2 separate regions of the Gossypium hirsutum genome follow, and region 2 is linked to region 1. Evidence: chromatin contacts called from public Hi-C data. All regions are on one chromosome and are shown on one strand. Each heading gives the region's core, a stretch centred on a gene start, on an enhancer-like site or on the middle of the called end of the contact. The rest is flanking DNA. Distances are from core to core; before and after follow the strand shown. Region 1 holds the start of LOC121212756 (beta-glucosidase 12). Region 2 holds the start of LOC107952135 (glycine-rich RNA-binding protein GRP1A).

What was found. Hi-C and Micro-C count contacts between places; a contact is called where the count stands out from the background.
Region 2: a Hi-C map of leaf shows a contact between it and region 1, with 6 times the contacts expected there. The contact joins the promoter of LOC107952135 here to the promoter of LOC121212756 in region 1. A contact is called at or near these places in 2 of 34 Hi-C or Micro-C datasets (both in leaf).

The regions. Positions count from the first base shown.
Region 1 is chrA13:4,007,754-4,011,760 of Gossypium_hirsutum_v2.1, reverse strand. LOC121212756 (beta-glucosidase 12) reads left to right here and starts at 2,206. Exons shown (of 6, transcript XM_041086167.1): 1 at 2,206-2,347; 2 at 2,433-2,557; 3 at 2,698-2,767; 4 at 2,852-2,910; 5 at 3,671-3,758. The coding sequence starts at 2,206. The coding sequence ends at 3,676. It overlaps LOC121212188 (transcription factor HBI1), which reads left to right. Exons shown (of 6, transcript XM_041084531.1): 6 at 219-413. The coding sequence ends at 253.
Region 2 is chrA13:4,158,521-4,162,527 of Gossypium_hirsutum_v2.1, reverse strand. It overlaps LOC107952135 (glycine-rich RNA-binding protein GRP1A), which reads left to right and starts at 1,808. Exons shown (of 2, transcript XM_016887412.2): 1 at 1,808-2,217; 2 at 2,491-3,058. The coding sequence starts at 2,104. The coding sequence ends at 2,883.

The DNA.
Region 1 (4,007 bases), core at 957-3,456:
TACATGCTTTAATTCAAGAAAGTTACTTTAAAGGAAGCTTTCTGTCATTTTCACCCCCCCCACAACAATTATCAGAAACCTTAGATTTTATTCAATGATAGCACTATATTTCCTTTGATTATTGCATCTGCAGTAACCCCCAATGACTTGAAAAAAAAAAGCAAAACTGGTGGTGCCTTGGGTAAAGCTTTCTGATTAGCCTAATGTGGTCTATGCAGGTTCCATTGAAGCAAGTGATCTGAAGGAGATATGAATCAGTATATTTGTCAACGATTTATCGATGATTGAGATAATTCAAGATACCTTTGATCCTGATTCTTTTTCGCTTAATTAGGTACATATGGTATATATAAAAATATTTGTATGTATACTCTCAAATAGAATGAATAAGATCAATACTAATTAACTTCAAAGCTTTCTCTTCTTCAACTTGTATGATGGGATGTAGGAGGGGACCAAAAATGCCCAGAGCAGGTAGGGTAAAAGAGGCTGATATATAGATAAATGCAAGGAAAGAACAGTGTAGTTTGAGTTGACATGTTCAACGATCACATTTTCAGTGCCCCATTTCTACCATTAAAAGGGAAACTAGTTTAATTGCCAAATCAAACTAGACTAGACTATGCAATAAGCACCACAAATATTGTAATGTTCTGAAGGGAATGCATAGGTTGAATTCACTGGCACAAGTTGTTCCTTTGTTGGGATTAAACCTGAGTGACAACTTGAAGCAGAGGACATGGAACCTACAAGTGGACCATCTATGGTGATGGAGACACAGATAATTAGTGCATATGACCACATATAAATGAGGAGCAAAAGCTGTATGCACACACAGGCACAGAGATATCAAAGAAAGGGCAATCATCCCTTTTTTTATTTAGCTACATAGAATGGTTTCTCCATTGCTCAAAATCATATACCCCAAAAAAAACTACTAGTCCAGTAAAGGTTGCGGCTCAAGCAGGGACCACTGAAGGGGTTGCCTGCCTGCCTGCACCTTTATTGCAACTACTTGTTGTTCTTGGAGTCACAAGAGCCTTAACTTTGGGTCATTTTCAAGCCATTAAGTAATGGTGAAAGGGGTGGACCTGGCCTCATCCGCAGGCAAGATCTCTTTGATTCTCTTTGTTTTGTGTTGATTGTGAAAGATGATATTGCCTTTTCCTTTTCCTCGGGTCCATTTTCTTTTCTGTGCAAGTTTTTTTCCCCCTTTCCTTTCTATCCTTTCACATAAAGCAATTCCAAGGAATTAAAAAGCAAAAAATAAAATAAAAAATCCCACAAAGATTCAGTACAACATGTAAATTAAAGTCCAGATCTCGTCCTTACGCTGTTGCACAAGAATCCCAAGAAACATCGTCTCACTATGGACGAGGAATTAGAACCCTAAACTTAATTCAGTTGGCACATTCCATCCATGCTTATGTTAATGCTGAATTTTCAGACACATTATCTAAATTTACCCAGCCTTTTTACTGCTGGGAAGAACAGGTTGATAAAAAGGACTTTTCAATTGGGGAATCTGGAATGGGGTCACGAGCACGGCGAAGCCAGAAATTTTTTTAGGGTAAAGCTAAAATTAAATTATAATTTTTACCGTAATAAAATTATAATTTTACATTTTAATAGTTTTTATTTTTTATAATCTTTAAAGGATTAAATCAAATTTTTATTATTTTTAAGGGGTCAAAGTGTAATTTTATCTCTACTAATTTAAAATTTTAAAAATTTCAAAAGGCTTAAATAAAAAATTTTCTATTTTAAAGGGTTCGGGCCCCTGCCACCCCCCGGTTTCGCCCTTGTTCACGAGGATTCGGTTTCATTTATAAAGAGTATCACCAAATAACAAGTTTAGTAACAATTTAGCAAACAAAATTGACATCAAACACAAAAACTATAAAATTACTATAGACAACCTTATATTAAGAATTAGATTACGTTTTATTCTTTTTACTTAAAAAATATGACATGCTACATGTATTTCATGTTGATGCATACGTACAATAAAAATAGATAAAATATTTAACAAAAAAATTATTTTACTTTTTATCTAATATATAAGAACTATTTTATTCATATTTTAAATAAAAAAGGGTAACTCCTATTTTACTTTTACAGGCTATTGACTATTTAACAGTATACTCTATTTACTGAAACAGTCAATTAACTCGCTAAAAACTGATTTTTTTTTCTATAAAATGCATGGATTGTCACTACCGTAACGAAACATATCATTTAAAAAAAAAAATCTGTTTTGGTTTTCAATTGCAATCACCTGGGAATTCTCGCCACATTTTGACCTTTGCCTTTGCTTTACTTGTTTGCTTGTCTGTTCATGGCGAAAGTTCGTTCATCTTCTTAATTGCTTTTTAATTTCCGCATGGTTTTCGTTTGTAGTTGTTTGCGTTTTTTAACTTTCGCATTTGCAGTAGCTCAAAAGCCTCAAAAAAGGATCGGAGAACCTTCGTCAGACTCTGAAGAATCTTTCGTTAATGTGAAGAGATCTGATTTTCGAGCTGATTTTGTTTTCGGAGCTTCAACTGCTGCTGCTCAGGTGACCTAAATCTCGTGTTGCATAGTTCCTTTTTTTTGTTTCCTTCGAGTCGACTCAATGCAGTTATATTTTGACTCGATCAAACTCATGACTAAATTCGATGCGAACGTAGTTGGGTTCATTAATTAAATTGAATGCAGATTGAAGGATCAGAAAAATCTAAAGGAAAAAGGCCTACTGTATGGGATCAATTTATTCGGAAATTGCCAGGTTAGCATTTAATAGTACCACTATTAACGAATTAATTAGGATTTTTTATATTTAATTTTTTTATTATTAATATTTCTCATGCAGATAAAATAGTGGACAATAGTTCTTTGGAAGTAGCAATTGATTTGCACAACTGCTATAAGGTAACATTTCAACTTGAATTCATATTTAAAAAAATTAAATTAAACTATTACTATAAATATATATAACACTTTTTAATATTTTAATTTTTTATGTTAACTAGGATTTTTTTTCTAAGACATCTATATTTATTATCCAAAGTAAATAACTATACATGAACAAGAACATAAAGTATAATATTTTAAAATATAAAAAAATTGAATAAAACCATACCAAACACATTCCCTTATATTAAGTGGCGAATTCAGAAATACAGTTTAGGGGAGCAACGGCGAAATTAAAAATTTTTTTGGGCAAATGAAATAGTTTATATCTTTATATTTTTTGAGGATTAAATCAAAATTTTATTATTTTAAGAATTAAAATATAGTTTTATCATTATTAATTTAAAATTTTATAAATTATAAAAAATATAAATAAAAATTTTCTATTTTAAAAGACTAAAATGCCAAATGAAATATAAGGCTTCAAACGGACACCTTCAATAGGTTATTAATATAATTGGTATAAATGCAAGCATTTGCAGGAAGATGTGTTGGTTTTAAGGGGATCTGGGAGTAAATGCTTATAGATTTTCCATTCCCTGGACTAGGATTTTACCCAATAATCATTATTTTTTTCTTTGGTTCATATATATTTGGGTAATTAAATTTGGTAATTAAAGCTTTCTGTAATTAAATTGAATATTTTTAAGTACTTATTTATTTGTTTTTTTATTTGTCGTTCAATAATGAATTCCATATTATGTTTCATCAATTGAAGGTATGAAGCTTTTTGTGACATTATTGCACTTTGATTCGCCGGAAACTCTTCAAGACAAGTATGGAGGCTTCTTAAATCGTAGCCTTGTGTAAGTACTATGTTTTATTCTAACATTTATTTTGCTCTTTCTAGACTTTGCTGCGTGTTATCCAAACCAGGGGCGAATAGTGGGGGAGGTAGACCCCCTCAAACTGAACAATACAATACTAGCCTCTAATCATATTATAAATTAATATAAAAATTATGCTCCCAAAATGAAAAAAATAATAAGTTCATTAATTAAAATATGATAAAATCTATATTTAACATTTTAAAAATTTATAATTCAATTTTATTC
Region 2 (4,007 bases), core at 559-3,058, 150 kb before region 1:
TTTGGATAGGTTCTCTCCTTCTTTACTAGAACTAAACTCAACAATAGACACAAAATCACACTTACTGTCTTCACAAACGGTGTCACCTGGAGTTTCTTGCTTATTCATATCATCATCATCAATGGTAGCACTAAAAGAAGACTCCTTAATAGGCTCGGTGCCATATGTATGTTTTTCTTTGCAACTTTCATCATTGGGTGATTAGTGAATCGGACATTAGGAATTACAACGATTTTTTGAACCAGACTAATAACATTTCACAATAAGTGAGAGATACATCATACTCTCGTTTGCTTGTTGGCATTTTTTTTATGCTCTTCAAAAAGTCAGTTAAGTATGTGTATCCTGCTATGATCTTTGTTCAAATGCTATTCTTGACAAATCCATGAACAATAGAATATTTTTGGGCATTGGAAACAACATGTTCGTGCGGGTTTTTTACAAACACGACATCTAAGCTTTCTCCAAGATTTATTATTCTCCTCTTTCACACTATGTGTGTGTACCATTATTAGAGGCTAAAAAAAAAACTCAAACAAGAAAAGTTGGTCAAAAAAAATTAACTCTCACTATTATGCACTCGCAATAAAAAATAAACAACTTTAAGAGACAAAAAGTTGAGATTTTTTTACTTATAACTTTTAAAAAGTAATCAAACTCAATAATTTTTAAAAAAAGTGGGATCACTCTCTAACAAAGCTAACCTAAAACTTTAAGAAGGCAAACAAAAATTTTACTACAAATGAAGTAAGTTGCGCATACAAAGGAGATGCAACTCTTTTTGTACTTATTAACACAATAAGAGAAAATGTGTTAGAATGCGTAATAAAATAAGGAAAGCTAAAAACAAAAGAATACCTAAAACTAGAATCAAAGAAAATAAATTATCCAACAGAAAATTTGAAATAATGAAAAATAACTTGAATTTTTCGTTTATGATTTTCTCGATGTGCTAAAATTACAAAAATTAAATTGAACTCTCTTTATATGATAAATATCAGATTTAAAAATTTTGGTCATAAAATTCAACCTCAAAATTTTTTTATTGTTTATTTTAATTTTTTTAAAACTTGTTTTAAGTAAAATTTGCAAAACACTTTAGATAACACAAGAAAACAATTCAAAAATGCCAAAAATTGATGCCAAATGATAAATGATGGCAGAGAAAGGATTGCATTCAAGTTGTTCTATTTGAAAAATAAAAATTTAGATATAACCTAAAAAGAAAACACCAAATAAATTTAGGAAAACAACAAAAACAAAAATAAAAAATTTGAGAACAAAGAATAAATATTCAAAACAATAAAAAAATAAAAAAATGAAAAAAATAAAAAATGAAAGATACACACATAACAATATTTAAACTAAACTTCTATAATTTTCGACATTTCTACTTTATTAATAAACTAAAACCCTATTTATTATTTATATCAATATCTTATAAATATCTTTATTACGTAATATTGTTTTCCACGTATATATTGAGTATACATATATTTTGTTGCATAATGAAATTTTAATTTAAAAAAATTAAATGATTAATATATTAATAATTTAAATTGCTATATGATTCCAATAAAAAATTTAACATTAATTTTTATTTTCAAAAAGAAAATATTTAAATCCCCCCCAAACAAAAAAAAAAAAGGAAAATCCAAAACCAAAGTAATACTAGGTCGTTTTGGTCATTCAGAAAAGAACCGAACTAAACGCCATAACATTCGGTGACAAGTGAAAGCAACGAACGTCTAAGATAGATATTTTTGTAGGTAAGAAGATATTTTTTGAATGCCCTTTTTTTATGAGAGTCTCAACTGCTCAGAAATCACGTGACTGTGGGGCCCCTTTTCTGACTTAGTCACCCACATAACTAACCCTGGTTTATTTTTTCTCGATTTCCGGTTTACCCCTACTATTCAGGGTTGTCAAGAATTTAACCATGGTTAGCTAATCCAGCTCTAATTAACCCTAATTCAGACCTCACACCCCCTATAAAATCATGGTTTAGGCCTCCTCTTTTTTAACCATTCACAGTTCTCTCCAAAATATCTGCTTTTTCTTAGTTTTCCTTTTTGTCCCTTGTTTATTTGATATTTCCCCCTCATGGCCGCCGCTGATGTCGAGTTCCGGTGCTTCGTCGGAGGGCTCGCATGGGCCACCGACGACCGGGCCCTCGAAGAAGCCTTCAGTGCGTTTGGTGAAATCGTCGAATCGAAGGTCCGTTTGTTGCAGGGATCGGACTCCAGATCTGACTTGATCCGACCCGATCTGGGCGCCCCTGTCATATGATCTGTGATCCTTGTTCTGTTCTTTTGTGTTACTTGTTACTTGATACTACTCTCTTGTTACTATTCTCTTTTAAAACTCTCACCGGTACGTTCTTTCTTCATCCCTTTGGGCCGAAGATCGATCGATTTTAACAAATCTTTTTTTTAATTTTTATTTTGAAATTTTTTCAATTAAGTAATGTTTTGTTGTTTTCATTTTCAGATCATTAATGATCGTGAGACTGGAAGATCCCGAGGCTTTGGATTCGTTACTTTCCGTGACGAGAAAGCTATGAGGGACGCGATCGAAGGAATGAACGGTCAAAATCTTGATGGAAGGAACATCACCGTCAACGAAGCCCAATCGCGCAGAAGTGGAGGCGGTGGCGGAGGATTTGGAGGAGGAAACGGTGGTTACAGCCGCGGTGGAGGCGGCGGCGGATATGGTGGTCGCCAAGGAGGATATGGTGGCGGACGCCGTGAAGGTGGATACGGAAATGGTGGAGGGTATGGTGGTGGTGGGTACGGAGGTGGACGCCGTGAAGGAGGATATGGTGACGGCGGATCTCGTTACTCAAAAGGCGGCGGTGCATCTGAAGGCAGCTGGAGGTCTTAAGTTTAGGTTTCAAAGTGGGCTTGGGCCTATATTGTTATGGGTTTGGTTTGGGTTTAGTAGTTAGTAATTTTAAGTTTCTCTATTAGTGTTTGGTTTGGGTTCTCTCTTTTTTGATCGATGTTGTTACTGTTCTCTTAAAATCATAAAAATGGAATGAAGTATCTTTTCAATTTTCTGCCTTATTTCTTACAACCTTAGTGTTCTTTTAAAATAAATTTCAAATTTCATTATATTAAATCAAATTTTTTATCTTCAATGATAAATTATACTAAAATTTAACGAATCCAAGTTATTATTTTTATTTAATTTGTTAACGCTTTTTTGGTAGTGTGGAAGTTAAGTTTTTTATTTATTTTAATTTTTAATTTAACAAATTTCACTCTTCTAATTTTTAGTTATTTAATTTCCTTGAAGGATAAGGTTTCTAAGGTATTCTTTTTGAGATTTTTTGAAGATTTTTTAGTAAGATATTAATCCTTAGTATTAATTTAATCGTATCATTTTTAGTTGCATTTTCAAATGATTGAAAATTCAATCACAATTAGTTTCTTTGTTTATAAACAAATAATTGTATTATTATTACGAATTTTAAATTAGTAAAAAAATATTTAGTAGAAAATTACAAGATGACGATTAGAGGATTTTTATAAGAATGTCAATAGGAAATGAGGTCCTATGAGGTTTTTTAGCCATGTTAATCATCCAGAGTTGGGCCCATATTCCCAAGTGGAGACGTAATCAACCTTTTATCTCTTCATTCCTCCACGTCTACTATGACATCAACTATAAATTTATTGAAAGGAATCAAATTAAGTTAATTTCATAATCTTTAAAAATTAAATTAAAATATTGTTTCTATATTTATAATTAATTTGGTGGTGCGGAGATCTGTAGTGACTTGCGGAACATGTATTGATGGCCCAGCATGATAAGAGAGATTGCTGAGTATGTTGCCAAATGTCTGAACTATTAGCAGTTAGAATTGATTTGTCATTCCCAAAGTTAGAGATGATCAACACAAGCACACACCATGCAATCTTTTCGGAACGTTATTTACAATTAGTCAAAGTTGTGTATAATAATAGTTTCCATTATATGGTTAAACTGATTATAGACATAAATTG